Regions from separate parts of the Mus musculus genome. Here regions 1 and 2 are each linked to region 3. Evidence: chromatin contacts called from public Hi-C data. All regions are on one chromosome and are shown on one strand. Each heading gives the region's core, a stretch centred on a gene start, on an enhancer-like site or on the middle of the called end of the contact. The rest is flanking DNA. Distances are from core to core; before and after follow the strand shown. Region 1 has its middle 6.3 kb from the start of Gm32875. Region 2 overlaps Unc5c (unc-5 netrin receptor C). Region 3 holds the start of Unc5c (unc-5 netrin receptor C).

Evidence for each region. A called contact is a pair of places that touch in the nucleus more often than the background predicts.
Region 1: a contact with region 3 is called in a Hi-C map of cerebellar granule neurons, with 4 times the contacts expected there. The contact joins the enhancer-like site here to the promoter of Unc5c in region 3. A contact is called at or near these places in 2 of 39 promoter capture datasets (embryonic stem cells and hippocampal neurons), 4 of 484 Hi-C or Micro-C datasets (cerebellar granule neurons, cerebellum and cortical neurons) and 4 of 115 datasets of contacts at active chromatin or transcription factors (embryonic forebrain, embryonic hindbrain, embryonic limb bud and 1 more).
Region 2: a contact with region 3 is called in a Hi-C map of the N1E-115 cell line, with 10 times the contacts expected there. The contact joins the enhancer-like site here to the promoter of Unc5c in region 3. A contact is called at or near these places in 5 of 39 promoter capture datasets (3T3-L1-derived adipocytes, embryonic stem cells, hematopoietic stem and progenitor cells and 2 more), 2 of 484 Hi-C or Micro-C datasets (the N1E-115 cell line and nephron progenitors), 6 of 115 datasets of contacts at active chromatin or transcription factors (embryonic forebrain, embryonic hindbrain, embryonic limb bud and 3 more) and 1 of 9 other capture datasets (embryonic stem cells).

The regions. Positions count from the first base shown.
Region 1 is chr3:140,969,393-140,972,092 of GRCm38.p6, reverse strand. No RefSeq gene overlaps it. Among named protein-coding and RNA genes, the nearest start is that of Gm32875, 6.3 kb to the right of the region's middle. Within about 2 kb of position 1,427, at least 3 of the 459 cell types and tissues checked have an H3K27ac peak or open chromatin away from gene starts, as enhancers often do. A contact at or near this core is called in cerebellar granule neurons and cerebellum, where this site is marked.
Region 2 is chr3:141,777,998-141,780,697 of GRCm38.p6, reverse strand. All of the region lies in intron 7 of Unc5c (unc-5 netrin receptor C), which reads right to left. Among named protein-coding and RNA genes, the nearest start is that of Gm15689, 96 kb to the right of the region's middle. Within about 2 kb of position 1,272, at least 22 of the 459 cell types and tissues checked have an H3K27ac peak or open chromatin away from gene starts, as enhancers often do. A contact at or near this core is called in the N1E-115 cell line, where this site is marked.
Region 3 is chr3:141,464,161-141,466,860 of GRCm38.p6, reverse strand. It overlaps Unc5c (unc-5 netrin receptor C), which reads right to left and starts at 1,297. Exons shown (of 16, transcript NM_009472.4): 1 at 1,024-1,297. The coding sequence starts at 1,147.

The sequences.
Region 1 (2,700 bases), core at 178-2,677, 490 kb after region 3:
TCATTCGAGTATAAATAAACATACTAACAGTTGCTATTGGGTATGATAAATTGCCCCGAGTTCAATAAATAATGTTTGTAAATGATATTTTCCAGTATATTAGATTACAAACATTAAGTAATCTTTTATATAAGGCCATCAGCATTCAAGAATAGTACATTATTAAATTATTTTCAAATTGCAACAAGGTGTGTGTGTGTGTGTGTGTGTGTGTGTGTGTGTGTGATGGCAATTGAAATGTTTTATTGAGTTTCTATGTTCTTGAATTGAACCCTTAAATAATTGCTTAGTTAAACTTAGCTGATATTATCATCATGGTTGCCATAATTATCAGTGTAACATTTGTTGCTTACCACTGACAGCACATCAAAACTTCCTGGTGGAAGAGGAATATTTTATAATATCTCTCTCTCTCTCTCTGTGTGTGTGTGTGTGTGTGTGTGTGTGTGTGTGTGTGTGTGTGTTTGTATCTGTATGCATGTACACACCTGTGTGTATGTTACTCTACGTATGTTTGGACATGTCTTTGGTGCCTACTATCTGTTCACATGTGGAAGTTAGGAAGTAACCTTGGTTTCCATTATTTGGTTCCATCTTCCTCTCATTTGTCCATTATTTTTGCCAGTCTGGGTGACATGAACTCCTAAAGGAGACCAGATTGGATGATCAGTGAACGTTAAGGCCCTGCTTGTTCTCCACACCCAAAGCACTAGGAGTAAATGTCAACCTCACATTTAATCTAACTTGCTTTTTTCACATGGATTTGGACTTGGACCTCATGGTCCAGGCAAGAGCTTTTCTAACTATGCTATCTTCCAAGCCCTGCAGCATAATTAAAATGCTCAAAAGTAATATATATATATATATATATATATATATATATATATATATATATATACACATATACATATATGTATATAAATTCCATAAGAGGGATTTCAACTTTCAAATCTACAAGAGTATCATCCCCAACACGTATTTCACTACAAAAGCGCAACCATCATCTCAAGCACATTGATACCTAAACCTAAAGTCAGTTTAAAATGGACTATTTTGTTATTTAATGAAGTATTCAGAGATTCATGACGATGTTATTTCAGGCAACGCAAGTAAAATAGTCAGTGGCAAGAGTATGGAAATTAATAAACTCATTACCACATAATGTAGTGAACAGCATGTATGTGTTTTCAGAGTTCCTGATCTATACAGTACCTGGAAATGATGGTGAAGAGCTATTTTTAAAACCCCGGCTTCATTCTTTGTCAGAACTGCATTTTGACTTTTGCAGCTTTCATATTACTTTATTTGCAGCTTCATATTTATTTCTATAAACACATATTTCAAGCAGTGGGTGGGAATTAAGGCAGCCAGATGGCAACATGAACTATGTGACAGAAAGGAATCTCAGATACAAGTTCCCTGCTTTTCCTCATACCACACATGCAGGGAGCTAGAAGACTGTCAGGTTCACGTGGTTCTGTTAGGTAATGTTCAAGTTCAAGGCTTATCATTGACACAATTCTAAGTGCTTAAGAGCAATTTTAGATGGATTCTATCTAGCCATATCATAATGGAGAGAGCATGATTCACATAGGTCTATATGTAGGTGGGCAAGCATCAACATCACTTTAATATCTCTAGCAATGTTCCTAATAAGCAACTGTATTCAGGGAAAAAAATTATGTAAACAGGCACAGGTGCAAAAACAGTGGGACGCATCACACTGACAAATTAGCAGGCCAAAGAAGGAAGGACTAAAAATGTATAAGCATGGCTTTCTTGAAAGCTATAATCATCAGAAATTAATGAAAGTAGTAAAGAAAGAGGCAGTCTCTATACTTGAGTCCCTGGGAAGCTGAGGAAGTCTCTCATTACCCTTGAGACACATGGAAGGTCTTACAGTGCAGAGCCAGGATTCAATTGCACTTCAGTACACAGTCCTGGGCAAGTTGTACATTTTCTGGGCTTGTGCTTTCTCCTCTCTAAAACAGTTGGAAGACTGCATGAGTCAGAGGATCAGCATGGGGCATGAATGAGATAACATGCTTGATGAAGCTGAGACACAGATCCACAGAGTTTCAACTCAAGAGATGCATTTGCATCTTAACACAGTATGCAAAATAGTAGAAAACAACACTGAAAATGTTTCTCCTTCTTTACTTCCTTATTATTTTCAGGATTTATCTGAGTTTAAAGTCTCCAAGAACAACATTGTTTCTCAATTTCTAATGTAGTCAGATATGGTCTTATGACTAATTTTGGTAAAAAGATATTAGCAAAGACAATGTGAATTATTTTCAATTATTTTCTTAAAAGCATAATAATAAGTATCCTGCCTTCTCGTCCTACTGTCTGGTGTCTAGTTCTGAAAGTTGGTACTAAAGCAGCAAATATGAGACGTTAAATACATTTATGTTGAACATGACAGAAAACAAGATAAGAACTTGGTCTTTGCAAATATATGAAGTCTCATGAGCGGAAGACCTATAACTTGCACTGTAAAATGAAATAGAACACCCCATATCTTTCTCCCATTCTGCCTTAACTTGGCTACTTAAAGCTACTTAGCCTCTTACTGTGAACCACAGACATGCCTGCCATGTTCTCCTAGGGATTAGCTTCTGCTGCAGTAGAGAAGAGACCAAGGCTCAGCAGACCTAAGCCTTGCCCCTATTCTCATGGAAACTAGCTATGCCCAAG
Region 2 (2,700 bases), core at 23-2,522, 310 kb before region 3:
TCTATGAAGTTATTTTTTTTCTCTATCTTTTGGGTATTAATTAAGTTAAACTCCAGTCATTTTGGCTTCTATTTGGCCATGTCTGACATTGAAGACTACAGTCAGGAACAATTTCAGCTACAGCCTAACCGTGCTTTATGATATTAAATAGGATTAAAATTAAAGCTGAAGTTCCTTTAACTATAAAAATGAGATATTATAATTGCAGGTTCTCTAAAATTTTAGAACTCTTGACCCAGACTTAGGGAATATTTAAAAGGAAAGCATGCACATAGATGCTGTAGGAATTAAAACTCTCTACATTTGGAGCCAAGCTAGTCAATGGAGATGCTATGGTACTATAAGTATTCTCTCCTGCCTCCACAGTTTATTTACTGCTGCCTGACATGGCATTGCTTGTGTTATAATAACATGCATAAATAGGCTTCAGGACGTTATGAGACCTTTAGAGTAGAGGACCAATTCTTCTCTGAGCTGGTGGTGACATCATAACTCAATAGTTACACAGCATCATTCAACAGTTTGCAGTATGCTACACCTTCTTTGCAAGTGTGTATTTGTTTTGTTTTATTTTATTTTTTAATGTTTGAGACAAGATCTTAAGGTGTGGCTCATTCTGGTCTAGAACACACTATGTAGCCTAAACTAGCCTCAGCCTTAGCATGAGCTACACATCTGGCTTAAACTAATGTTCTCAAATCACCAAATTTTAGTTAGTTTAGTTGTATTTATCTATTAGACACACACTCACTAAGAATCTTTCTAAGGGTTTTGTTTGTTTGTTTGTTTGTTTGTTTTTCACTTAAGATTTGATCTTTAGAAGAATCCTCTCCAGGTAGACTTGCCCCTTTCCTTGACCTGGCTGCCTGATCTGTTTGCCAGTGATTGCACACCAACCTAACAAGTTGGATATTTGCATCTCGATCACATTTCTTCTGATGCAAATTTTCTTGTTAACCCTCAAGAGTGACTCAAAGATAAACATGCCCAGGCTCTTTTTATTTCCCCTCCTTCCGAGTCAGAGTCATGGATTATTTTATAAACCCATCAGAACACTAATGATGTCAAAGGTCAGGTTTGTTAAAAACACCAAGGTCGTTTACCTACTCTTCTGAGGGTTCATTATTGACTGGGCTTACACAAACCCAAGCTTCAGAATATGTAAAATTGAAGACACGACAACAAAAATGGAAAGGAGCATTTTCTTATGGATGTCAGACAGCTGAGGTACCTGTGGCTATCTGTTGCTCCATCTTTTATGGGACACTGGCCAAGCCACACCAAGTTGGTTCATGACCTTGTTTGAAACAGTTACCAGCACACGTTCTGAAAACAGGCAGCAAATGATTAACAGCCCAGCAGGAAAAAGATCTTATCTCAGGACTCATAGCGGATGCAGCATAATTGCCTGAAATTCATCTCAGTTCACCAGAAACAAGCTTATGTATACATCAGGTGCCCTAGTGCTTTTATGCTGGACAATCCAAAGCCATCAATGTTTTAGAAGAAGAATAAAGCATTAGTATGTTCAAGGGTGGTAACACTCATCATGACTCCATCATAACAAAGACTTTCGACAAAAAGAGTAAAACAGTAGAATCCTGAACTAAGGTGATTTAATCCTAAAGAGTATCAGCCAATCTGATGACTTTTTATGCTCAAATAAAAGTCAATTTAACACCCTTACAGCAAGTCCATTTTGGTCTGCCTGTATAGTGGCATTTTTCTCAGCCTATATAGCTCCAATTTTCCTGATCTACCAGCAAGGCTACCAGAGGTGAAAGCTCTTGCTTTTGTTTCCTTGCACGAGCCTCTCTGGGCTCCAGAGGTGTGCATCAGGTTTCTGCGGCCTAAAGTTTCTGACCACATCCTTGCTTTCAAAAGCAGGAAAATGTTTTAGCAGAAAGTAGAAAGGCAGAGCACACTGATTATGCTGGAGACTATCGAGGGCTGTGTTGGGCAGGAAGTTCATGGGCAGAATATTTATTTGCCACCTGGGACACTGTGCATATCAAGAACTATAGAAACCCAGCTATGACATCAACTTCTAACTTCAGATAAAAAAAGTGCACACTGTCTAACACGCAAAGCTACGCTTTCCTCCCAAACTGCTGTGTTGACAAGAATTTTGCTGCAAAGTGACTAGCACCTTGGCAAGTGCCCACCGCAGGCAGTTATAAACACGTCATTCTGAACCCAGAGTGTGGTGATTTGTTAGGTAAATGGTTTCCCTATGTTTTAAGCACCTGGTGTTGCAGGAGCCCAGTATGCAGCGTGTCCACACTGAAATTTACATGCAGAGAGTTCTGCTACTTCCTCTGGTGAGAACCGATGGAAGAGCCGAGCTGTGTGACACGCAAATGTTTTAATGAGTAGAAAGTGCTAAATTTGCACAATGCATAACATTTTAATTTCCCAGAGTCAGGGGTTCACTGCTGCAGACTGTTCTAGGCAGTTCTGGTTTGGCAAATGCAACTTATAATTTGTCTATAGCATAAACTCTCTTCAGCAAGAAGGAATTCTAAGGTCATATTTGTACTCTTACACATATCCTCATGGAAATTCAAATTTAAATGGGATTAAAAGATAAAATTCACACGAATGTACCAATTTAACCCAGTAGTCCACATTTAAAACCAGACTATATTTATTCTTTGTATGACTATTTTCCAAAGGAAGATAAACATGAATAAAACTATT
Region 3 (2,700 bases), core at 48-2,547:
GTCTCTGAGCTGGTTCTGAATTGTTGCCTCTCTCTCCAGGCAAAGCTGTGTTGCCTTCTGGCTATAGACAATAAATAAATAAATAAATAAATAAATAAATAAATAAATAAATCTTTAAAATGGCAAAGAAGGATCTGGGTGGGAACTGGTTTGAATAAGTCTGGGAGCTGCACCTCCCTCTAAAACTCAATGAACAAGAAAGAAGCCTCCAAGATGAACCTCAGTCTAGGTGTCTTCCCTCTACCCGTACAAGACATTCCCAACTCTGGACCACTGTCCTCCTACTCCGGCTTTGCTCAGAGTGCCACACACTTCGAGGCTTACACGCATTAAAATGTCAGTTATAAACTGGTTAGCAGCGTCCTTTCCCCCAGAGAGTTGCAGATTTGGTTCGAACAGCTAGAGTCACCCACTAGAGCTGTGGTTTTGAAGTTTTTCAAGGATCGCCTGTCCGGAGCGGGACACGAAGAGGTTGTGAGTGGAGAAGCAGGCACACCCGGAGCCTGTCCTTTCTGGGCGAATTGAGCATCTCCATAGCGCCCCATCAGCAGTCTAGGGGCACCAGCGCCTATGGGTCCTTGGCGGTAATGGACATATTTCCTTAGCGGAGGTGGAAGAAAACCCTGCAAGCGCAGCCATCGCGCACAGCGAGAAGCCTCGGCACACTACACATATTGGGGCACATACCACAACGCCACTATCAGTGCCTCTGGAAACCCCCGGCTACACAATATTCAAAACCGTGCGTCTGTGGGTCTGAAAGTGCAAAAGACACTCCAGGATCCCACAGGCACCGAGACAGCAGCTACACTTAACACACCCCGGGTCCATCCTTACCCAGATCCAGAGCTAAGACTGAAAATCTGGTTTCTTAACTAGTTGGGAAAGTGGGATTTAAAGTGGTTTCCATTGGGGGCAACTAGGCAGGTGAGGAATCAAGGAGCGCCGGGGACAAATAGAGGTAGAAGAGAGGGAAGACAGAAGCAAAGGGAGGTGACTGCCGCGCCCTGAAGACCCTCTTACCTTGAGCGGCGGAGCCGGTGCCACTGGCGCTTAGCAGGGCCAGGGCAGGTAACACAAGCATCTGCAGCAAGTATCCTAGTCCCAGTCCGCAGCGGGCCGCTGTCGCCCTCAGACCTTTCCTCATCGTCGGCAGAGGTGTACGGGGAAGGGAAACGCCACCAGGAGACGCGCAAACAGCCGAAAGCCCAGCCAGGCAGGAGGCTGGATCCGGCCACCGCCAGGCAGTCCTGAGAAATAACAGCAGCCTGAGCGCCACACTCCACTTTCTCCAAGGGCAGGGGCCAAAGGGGGTGGAGAGGAGCCTCCGAGGAGGAGTTTGAAGGTCCCTCGTCCACTGCGCCTAGCCACTGACGTCTCCCGGCTGCTAATGCTCTGCCCCCACTCGGGAAGTGCTGGGAGGTGTAGCGCGGCCACCACCACAGCTCCCGCAGCTCCGCCGCCAGCCGAGCGGGCGCTGCTCTCGGGTCCCCGCGCCCGCTCGGATCGCACAGGCGCCGGGGATGGGGAGGTGGCAAGAGCGGGAGGAGTGGCGAGCCAGCGAGGCGCTCCCCGCTCTGATCCTTGCGCTTCTGTGCCGGAGAGACTCCCGGGCTGCCGCCCGCCCGCCGACGGTCCAGCGACTGTCGCCTCCAGGAGTGGGGCGAGCGGGGGTCCTGGGTGGCGCTCGCAGAGGAGGCGTGGAGGGCGCGGCCCCACTCCGCGCGGGGGGAAGCGGCGGCGGGAGCGCGCTCGCCCGCCTTATGTAAGCGAGGATGGAGCGAAATCCACGCCTCGCGCGGAAGGTGGAGTCCACTGGGTTCACTTGCTCACTTGCTCACTCGCTCCGGCGCTGACAAGGGACACCTGGGGGCAGAGGCAACTGCGGCCAGGGGCAGCACAGTCTCCCCGCCTGGCGCCAGACTCCTGCTCCGCAAGCGCTGCGGGCACGCCTCAGGCCACTTGGCGGTGTCCAGCGGAGCTCAGCCCACCGCCTGGCAGTGTCCCTGAGCCGGCCAAGCCTAAGCCAGATGCCCCAGGACTGCTCTCGCTCTAGGATTTAGGGAGTTGCGCTTGATTGAGCCGGAGGCGGGCTGGAACTTGTTCGCATAGATGGGAAAGAAGGCAAGAAGCATTTGTAGTGGCTCAGCCCACTATCTTTGGGTTGTCAGCGCCAGTCAGGCTGTTTTATGCTCTGCGAGCCGGTGACCTATTTGTGGTGGAACAAAAACTGGAAATCAATGGAAACTCCCTCGGTACTGATTTTTTTTTTTTTTTTTTTTTGCTTGTTCATCTTGGTGGCTGCTGAGATTGAACATTTAAAGAGTGCCGCGGCAAAACCAAGAGAACCCCCCCCCCCCCAAAAAAAAAAAAAAAAGAACAAAATTTGCAGATGCTCAACTTGATGTTGGAACCTATAACTTAGTCTCCAAATTCTTAAGAGCGAGGAGAGAGGACTAAATCTGCTTCAGTACAGAAAGACATTTTGGGGAGTAGTTAGGTTGTGAATTCGTGATAAAAGGATGAAGGAGGAGTGTGAGGAGGAGTGGGTAAAACAAGCCCAGCCTAGACAAAAGGAAGGCGAATGTCTGAACACACCAGCTAAGCTCCACAAGATAGTGTGAAAAATCCCCGATGTTTGTGCATTTAAAATGAATAATTTTATCACGTAAAGGTTCAGTTTCAAGTGCAAAAGGAGCC